Linked DNA regions of Sus scrofa: all the other regions are linked to region 2. The links are chromatin contacts, called in public Hi-C maps. All regions are on one chromosome and are shown on one strand. The core of a region is the stretch at or near the end of the contact, and the rest is flanking DNA. Distances in the headings are between cores, read along the strand shown. Region 1 holds the start of ARFIP1 (ADP ribosylation factor interacting protein 1). Region 2 overlaps GATB (glutamyl-tRNA(Gln) amidotransferase subunit B, mitochondrial). Region 3 holds the start of RPS3A (ribosomal protein S3A).

Evidence for each region. A called contact is a pair of places that touch in the nucleus more often than the background predicts.
Region 1: a contact with region 2 is called in a Hi-C map of skeletal muscle, with 5 times the contacts expected there. The contact joins the promoter of ARFIP1 here to the enhancer-like site in region 2. A contact is called at or near these places in 2 of 5 promoter capture datasets (fetal liver and liver) and 5 of 47 Hi-C or Micro-C datasets (heart right ventricle, liver and skeletal muscle).
Region 3: a contact with region 2 is called in a Hi-C map of skeletal muscle, with 12 times the contacts expected there. The contact joins the promoter of RPS3A here to the enhancer-like site in region 2. A contact is called at or near these places in 1 of 5 promoter capture datasets (liver), 11 of 47 Hi-C or Micro-C datasets (alveolar macrophages, heart right ventricle, liver and 4 more) and 2 of 2 datasets of contacts at active chromatin or transcription factors (alveolar macrophages and skeletal muscle).

The regions. Positions count from the first base shown.
Region 1 is chr8:76,269,089-76,271,788 of Sscrofa11.1, reverse strand. It overlaps ARFIP1 (ADP ribosylation factor interacting protein 1), which reads left to right and starts at 1,361. Exons shown (of 9, transcript NM_001252233.1): 1 at 1,361-1,479.
Region 2 is chr8:77,236,603-77,239,302 of Sscrofa11.1, reverse strand. GATB (glutamyl-tRNA(Gln) amidotransferase subunit B, mitochondrial) reads right to left here. Exons shown (of 15, transcript XM_021101518.1): 2 at 1,920-1,986; 3 at 1,140-1,384. The coding sequence starts at 1,315. Among named protein-coding and RNA genes, the nearest start is that of GATB, 15 kb to the right of the region's middle. Within about 2 kb of position 1,367, at least 52 of the 83 cell types and tissues checked have an H3K27ac peak or open chromatin away from gene starts, as enhancers often do. A contact at or near this core is called in alveolar macrophages, fetal liver, retroperitoneal adipose tissue and 2 more, where this site is marked.
Region 3 is chr8:77,892,462-77,895,161 of Sscrofa11.1, reverse strand. It overlaps RPS3A (ribosomal protein S3A), which reads left to right and starts at 1,422. Exons shown (of 6, transcript NM_001137619.1): 1 at 1,422-1,507; 2 at 2,205-2,308; 3 at 2,657-2,700. The coding sequence starts at 1,446.

The DNA.
Region 1 (2,700 bases), core at 112-2,611, 970 kb after region 2:
GGATAATAAATATTGTTATTTACTTTTGAAACATTTGTGGTGTCATGGGTTTTTACTGTTCACAGATATGCGGACGATATCTACAGGGATGTACCATTCACTACGCTGAAACTCTCCCCCTCAATTTGGAGAAGCAGAGTTCTGCCTTTGGGCGCTTAGTCAATAAAAATGGCTTGTTGATTAATGCAGCAAGGCAGGTGAGTAGTACAAGTCTAAAGAGAGGGAGATCCCACAGAGAGTACTGTTACCTTTAGCATTTCTGCAAGTGAAATGGCGGTGAAAACGAGCACCCAAGAGCTGTCAAAGGAAAAGCAGTCCAGAACTTTGAAGGGAGATGTGCGCGGGGTGGATCACGGGTCTGTATTGTGTGTAAATGAGCTTCAGGTTTCTCTGCATACAGCGCTGGGGACAGGGAGAACATCCGAGGTACAGGTTGGAGCCTCCTCTTAGGAAACTACAAAGGGCTCTGAAAGAAAGGTTGTTCAGCGGTTTCTGTAGGCAGGGCAGTAATCTGTTTAAGTAACGGGGCGAGCAAAGCTAGCAGAAACTGGTCACCTGGATGAAGAAAGGGAAGCAGGAAAGCAAAGTATCATGGATCCACTGCCTGCGAGCGAGCAGAGCAGAAATGATCACAAAACAGAACAGGTCGTAAGAACTCAGGGACGCAGGGCAAGGGGTTCTGGTCTTCCTGAAGGGGGTGGGCGTGAGTGACGTGGCCAGAGTGGGTCCTTCCAAGCACTGGGGAAGAAGGAAGAGTCAGGCGCCCGCATCCCCTATACTCCATAAATTCTGCATTCTCTCCCCGCCCCCCCCCAAGGGGCTGGAATAACCTTCTATATGCTCTCCGGCAGCTGAGAAATAAGCTTTGGCTCTCCTAGGAGGGCCAGGCGGTGAGCTACCTTCAACCTCCAACCCTCCCGCCACCGGCTCACCGTCTGTTGCCGGGCGCGGGGCGCGGAGGGGGCGGGGGGGGGCGCGCCTAACGTCCGAGGCTGGGGTGTGTGAGTGAGAAAGAAAGGATGCTGAAGGCTTCTGGACCTCCGACCACTCAAGACCAGCCTACGAGTCTCCCCGCGAGCTTGCAACTCTGGCAAGTGCTTCTTTACCCGCGCTCACACCCCTTGGTGATCCCACCGCAGCTAGAAAATTACCCGGGCAACGGCGCCGGCTGAGTCCCGGATGTGGTTGCTAGGGCCGCAGAGGGAGGGGCGGGGCCCGCCTCCCGGAGGGCGGTGGAGGGGGCCTTGGGGGAGGTGCGCCGGCACCATCGAGACGCGGCTGGGCCGGCCAGATCGAGGGAGAGAGAGGCCGTCCAGAGCCACGGACAACGCTACTTCCGGTCCCCTCACTTCCGGCTCCGCTGCTCTCGGCTCGGGGGTTGCAGGCCGGGTTGGGAGGCCGCGGCTCTGCGTGTCCTCGGCCGTCGGTCAGGGTGAGGCTGTGACAGCTGCACTTGCTCCCCGCCCCCGCGGAGCCGAGGTGCGTGGGGGGGAGGGTAGGAAGGAGGAGGCTCAGGTCGCGTTTCCGCTCACTTGGGGCCAGGGCTGAGGCAACTCTGGAGAGCAGAAGGCAGGGCTGATACTCGACGTGAGAACCGCTGGCTTCTCCGCGGACAGGTGAAGGCGGAGATGGCCGGCGGGGAAGAGGCGGGGGAAGGCGGCTGGGAGGGGTTGACGGGGCGGGACACGTTGCCGCTGGGGCTCTCAGTTCCGGACTTTCACTGGGCACTTCTGTCCTTAGTCCGTGCCATCTGTCTCTGCTCAGGTATTCGGCCTTGGATCTCTGCCCCTTCCTCCCTTCTGTCCCACCTGCGTGTGCCGGGTGAAGAGGTAGGACCGGCCCTCCTGGGGCGGCGCCCTCCCGGTTTTGCACGCATCGAGTGGGAAAAGGGGTGGCAGGATCCAGGAGTGGGTCCACTCGGAGTGGGCCACCGTCAGGTTTGGGGGTCCAGCCTTTACGGTTCTCTGCCTTTCCCCGCATCCCGCACTTCTCTCCTCCGCAGTGGGAGGGAGGGAGACGCGGTAGTCCCTGCGAGAGGCTCTTCGGGCAGTGGTGCAGGGAGGCGCCCCGCCTGTGAAAGGTCCTGAGCCTTGCTCAGCTTACGCGGACCGCCAAGGAATGCTGGAGTTGGGAAGGAAGTTGTGCTGGCGTCTCGTCCGTTCCTCTTTGCCAAGTTACTACTGTTTACGTGTCTAGGAAAAAGGATTTTTTTTGTTTTGTTTTAAAGAACTGTTTCTAGACGCTTTTCCCTTTTACTTATTACTTCCTTTGTTTTTTTCTTATCTCCCTCTCGAACCCTTTGATCTCAAAAAAGTTTGTAGTCTGCACTTCCTGCAGATCCTTTAGCCGCCCCCTTTTAGGATTTCTGTCCCCCTCCCTTCATTTTTTCCTAGATTAAAGCATGTCATTTCTCTAACTCTGTTCTAAAGGGAAAAAATGGAAGAGTTGCAGGACTTCTCGTGAACTTGTGTTTTCACTTGCAAGTGTGGCAGGTGTGTGTTCACATTGCAATTTAATTAGCTTTTTTGGCATGGGAACGTGCGCCGGAATTGGTTACGTTAAATCATTCCTGTGTCAAGTCTGCAGGGATTGGCTATTTTATCGCTGCTGTCTCAGAGTGAATACAACAGATTCTACGTCACTATTGTTTTAAATTCACTTTTCTTTTGTTAGTCCTGTGGGGTTTTTTGGTTTGTTTGT
Region 2 (2,700 bases), core at 118-2,617:
ACATTCCAGACAGGTCTCTCCAGGTTCCTGTAAGTGTGCTTAGTCCCTCTGAAACCCATGTATCCTGCACAATATGTAGATGGCTTGGTGCACACATACTCCCTATTCTGTCTCTTCCTATCCTGCTCTTCCCCCAGAAATTTTCTATATTATCTTAATTTTTGTCAACATGCATTTAGTTTTATTTCAATTATTGCAACACATGAGATTCCACATCTATAGTATTGATGAATTCCTTCTTTTTAAAGACTGGAAGCACAACTTGTAACTGAGAAGAATTAAAGAACTTCTCAAATTCTGCATTCACAAAAACCTTATTCAATGTATTTTTGCAGTTTCATTATAGGAGAGAAAAAAATACTTTCCATTCACTGTGAGACAATCTCATTTATGAAAAGAATAGAAACAATGTGTCCGGACATTTTCCCTCTGTTCCAACATAAAAGCAAAAAAAAAAAAAAAAGCAACTTAATCTCAGGAAAAACTGAGTATCAGACACATGTCTTTTTCTGTAGTTAAAAAGAACCTATTTAGGTCTTAAATAGTCAAATATAAACAGCGGTTCAGAGAATACTGAAAAAGAAGGAAGATCTCTTGTATTGGCTGCATCCTACTAGGTCTAAACACACATGTTCAACATAAAACATCTCCACAAATAGGTGGTGATTTCTGGCCAATAACATTAAGCCACCGCCATTCAGAGTTTGCAGGCAAAAGCTTCTTTTAACCTTTAGAACACTGCTGGCCCATAGTAGCGCTAAATTAGTGTCAGCTAACTAAGATCCCACTTCTACTGCTACGGACCCTGCTAATAGCCACTGCTGCTATTAGTTAAGGTGACTGAGTCCACTCTTCAGTCTTGTGCAGCCCTCGATTCAAGAAAACCCTATTTTACACTCGCGAACTACCCCAAAATGCCCGTGTGTCTTAAGACTGTGGTTTCTGTGTGGGGCGGGGCTGATAGAGAACCAGCATCGAGCTCCCACTTAGCTTTCAGGGCTGCAACTTACAGCCCAACACCCTCCCGCCGACCAAAACGTCTCGAGTGAAGACTGGACTGTAGTGGGCATCATTTTCCTAGCCTCGCAGTTCCACCTCACACTTAAGTGTGCAGTAAAGGTATGAAATAGTATATATACCCTTTCCTTGGCTTCTGGGCCGTGATGAGGGGCTGCTGAGCCACTGAGCTCTGTCCCCTTTTCCCGCTGGCCGTGGACCCAGCTGGAAACCGTTTCTCGTGGCGAGAACAGTCGCCAATCCGAGGGAAAGCCCAACGCCTTCCAGGACAGCACCAGCGTAGCATGGGCGCCGCCATTGCCGCGCCAAGGTCCTGGTCAGGTGACACAGCCGCCCTCTGCCGCAAGGCTGTCTGGGAAGCGTAGTTCTGGAAATGGATCAAATGTTATAGGCTCAGACCGGAAGACTACTATTCCCAGGAGCACTGCGATTCAAAAGCTTCCGGAACCGGGCGGGGAGGGGACGGAAGGGAGGAAGAAATAGAGAAGACAGGGGGAGGGTTTATGGGTCGGAAGGTGTGACTCCTCCTAGTGGGGAGTTGGAGAGCTTTGTATCTCTGAGCACCTGTTTGAGTGAGAACAGGTGGTGCCAAAGCACTAAAGTTGAGAAAGCTGGTGAGGATTTTATACCCCAGTTAACCTTTGGGGCTGAAGTAAATGACCTTGACATCTCCGGGAAGACTTTCCAAACCCCCCAAACCCACTGAGTTATTTTTTTCTGTTTACTTTTCCACTTCACATACTAATCTGTACATTCCTGCAACAATTACTTATTTGCATGCCTACTAGTTGGGCTGCACCCCACAGGCTTACAAGCCCGGTGCTTGCCAAGCTTCAGGACAGAATGCAGAGCTGAGAGTCAGCAACAGAGATATCAATGGTTTAATGGATGGGGGAGCTTACCCATTTGAAGCAAGGTCCTGGAGCGACACCCCACCGTGTGTGGTGATGTGGCCAGCCAACTTCACTCCTAGAGGGAAGGGAGATTGCCAGTTATAGGGAAAATTACCACAGATTGGATCATTAGTTACCAGGGAAACTGGCCGAGGGGCACGCCCCTCACTGTGCCTTTGATAAGAACAATCACCAGCTGGAGCCTGGGGAGAGTATGTAGGAAGTTCAGTCCTGTGAGTGGGTGTGGATGAAGCAGGCACTGGTCGGCAGGGGATGTATAGAGAGTAAGAGGACAACCATCTTGAGTGGCCTGACCATACACACTACTCTATGCCAGGCACAGTTCTTAGAATTCAGCAGTGAGCAAGGTGGTTATGGCCTCTGTGCTCATGGAGCTTACATACTTGGCAGATGAGATGACAGAAAAGTGAACAAAAATAGTATACTTTCACAAAAGAAGGGTTATATTTCAGCATGTTACCAGAAAGATGTTACCGGAATCCAGGTTCTTGTTCACAGAGCTAAAGAATGAACTTCACGAACACACAGGCAGCAAGCAAGCAATCAAAAGTCTTTATTACAGGAAAGCAAACAGCTCCCAGCACAGACACTGGGAAGGGGAGGAAGAGTCCCCCTTTCTATTGTTCTATGGAGGTTTTTATCTCTTAAAGACAGGGGTACCAATGTGGGGTCCAGATACCAGTTCTTTTTCCCATTAGCCTTGCCCAGTTTACCTATATCAGGCCTCATCCCATAGGCACTTGAGAGTTAGAGTATGCTCCATAAGTTT
Region 3 (2,700 bases), core at 173-2,672, 660 kb before region 2:
TTTAGAATGGATGGGCAATGAGGTCTTACTGTACAGCACAGGGAACTTCTGTCCAATCTCCTAGGACAGACCATTATGGAAAATAATATATATTAAAAAAAGAATGTATATATATGTATGACTGAGTCACTTCGCTGTATAGCAGAAATTGGCACAACTCAAAAAAAAAAAAAAAAAATAGAAAAGTACCCAAAGTGAGTTCCTTTTGTGGTTCAGTGCATTAAAAACCGGAATAGTATCAATGAGGAAGTGGGTTCGATCCCTGGCCTTGCTCAGTGGGTTAAGGAGCAGCAAGTTGCTGTGGCAGGCTTCAGTCTAAGTTTCTGATGCAGCCCCATCAGTTGCTGTGGCTGTGGTGTAGGCGATTACACCCCTAGCCTGGGAACTTCCATATGCGCGGCCCTAAAACAAAAAACAAGAACAAAAAAGAAAAGTACGCACAGAAGTGTACAGCTTTAGATTCAAATTCACAAAGCGAACATACTCCACTAACCAGCTTCCATATCAACATACAATATCCAATACCCCCGAAGTTACACTTATTTACCCCTACTAGTTTTACTGCCTCTATTTTGTTTACTTTTTTTGGCCACGCCCGCTGCATGCAAAAGTTCTCAGTCAGGAATTGAACCCACACCACGGCAGCAACCCTGGCCACAGCAGTGACAACGCCAGATCCTCAATCTGCTGTGCCACCAAGTAACTCCTTGCCTCCATTTCATGTCTCATATTATTATTATTTTTATGGCCGCACCCAGTGTCATGTGGAAATTCCCCTGCCAGGGGTGGGATTGCAGCCGAAGCTGTGACCCGAGTCACATAGGTGGGCAACGCCAGACCTTAACCCACTGCGCTGGGCCGTGGGAGTGGGGGTGGGGAGGGAATCGAACCTGCGTCCAGAGATAACGCTGGATCCTTAACCCTCTGCGCCAGAGCAAAACTACTCTGCCTCCACTTTTCTTTTTGGCCTCCACTTTAAATACCAGGAAATCGCAGCACAGACAGGTCAACAGGGCTAAATATTACTGTAACTAGCAAAGGAACCTAGACATGCTATCTACTCCCAAATCCCACGCTCCTGAGAAGACAACAGGCTTGAAGGTGAGACGGTGACTTCGGCTTTGAAAGATGTGGAATGGGCGTCCTCTTCCACGAAAACTCACTTCAGGGCGTCAGGGCCACAGAAACCCCCGTCCACCAACACGAGGCACCTCAGGCCGCCTGCGCCAGGGCCTCAGGAGCGCCCAGCCGGCGACCAGTGGCCTGCTACGCAGCCTCCCCACAGGCGAGGGCGCAGTCGCAGCTACAGTCGGAGACGTGACTCTCCCAGTTCTGAAGGCCGGAAAACGTAAGATCAAAGGTCACGTAAACGGCACGTCCCGCCCCGCACGCCTAAGTTCTCGCGCGAGTGATACTTCCGCCCTTTTGGCTCTCTGTGCAGCACCATGGCGGTTGGCAAGAATAAGCGCCTTACGAAAGGCGGCAAAAAGGGAGCCAAGAAGAAAGTGTAAGTGACAGCTGTCGTGGCACCCCGCTTCTAGGGGCTCTGCTGGAGTCGGCGGGCGGGTTCTGGATCGCGATGTGGGCCGGATGGCGAGGATGTTAGTTGGATTGCGCGGGTCGTGCCGGGTTAGTAAACTCCCGAACTGGAGCGTGGCGGATCTGGGTGTTTTTTTGCGGCGGTCCGGCTGCTTTTCCGCTGGCCCTCTGGACCTCATGCGCACCGCTTTTGAGTCGGGAGTGCCGCTGCGTCTCTGGCCTGGCATGTTCCTTACTGTGGGCTTACGGGTCTCGTAAATTCTACGAGTAATCAGTGCCCCTCCAAAAGCCGGACTTGTCAACGCAACTTTTTGTCCACCCGGGACGCTGCACCCCTCCCTTGCTATGGCCAGGTGGAACCTGGGATCTCGTAAGCTAGCATGAGGCCTTAAAGAGCCTAGGTTACTAGTATGTGTCTTAATGTGCCAATAAGGTTGAAGAGACGTGCAAGTTGTTTGGAGGTAATGCAGTCAGTATAGTGGAAGGACCGATAGGGGTGGAGAGTGTTTGGGGCATAATTTACTTGCCAGAGTGTCACATCTGCTCAGTGAAATAGATATAGTGGGAAGAGCTAGGTTTTTTAAAGTAATTAGAACAAAAACTGAGGGAGGCTTAAAACGAATTACGTTATCTGCGATAAAACCTAAGCATTTTTTTAAATCCAGGGTTGACCCATTTTCTAAGAAAGATTGGTATGATGTGAAAGCACCAGCTATGTTCAATATAAGAAATATTGGGAAAACACTGGTCACAAGAACTCAAGGAACCAGTGAGTATCTCTTTCGTCTGTATTTTTCTTAAATTGAAAAATATGTCGGTCTACTCTTGTTTCTGTGGTGGGATACGGTGAGGGAATGTCAGCTATTGGTGACAACTTTGGCCCCTTTAGGGCTTGTTTTTAATACAACACTTGGAGAAGCGAGGTGGTACTTTTAGAATTAGCAAAAAATGTTCGTATTTTTGAGCTTCTAATGAGCAGTCAGTAAGTCATTGGTGTCCATATGGATTTGGTAAACAAAAGTTAATGTCTTTATTATTAGTTTAAGTTTAATGCATGAAATTTATCTTTCTTGCCTTAATATGTTTTCTAACGTTAACACGATTGTTGTTTTTATAGAAATTGCATCTGATGGCCTCAAGGGTCGTGTGTTTGAAGTGAGC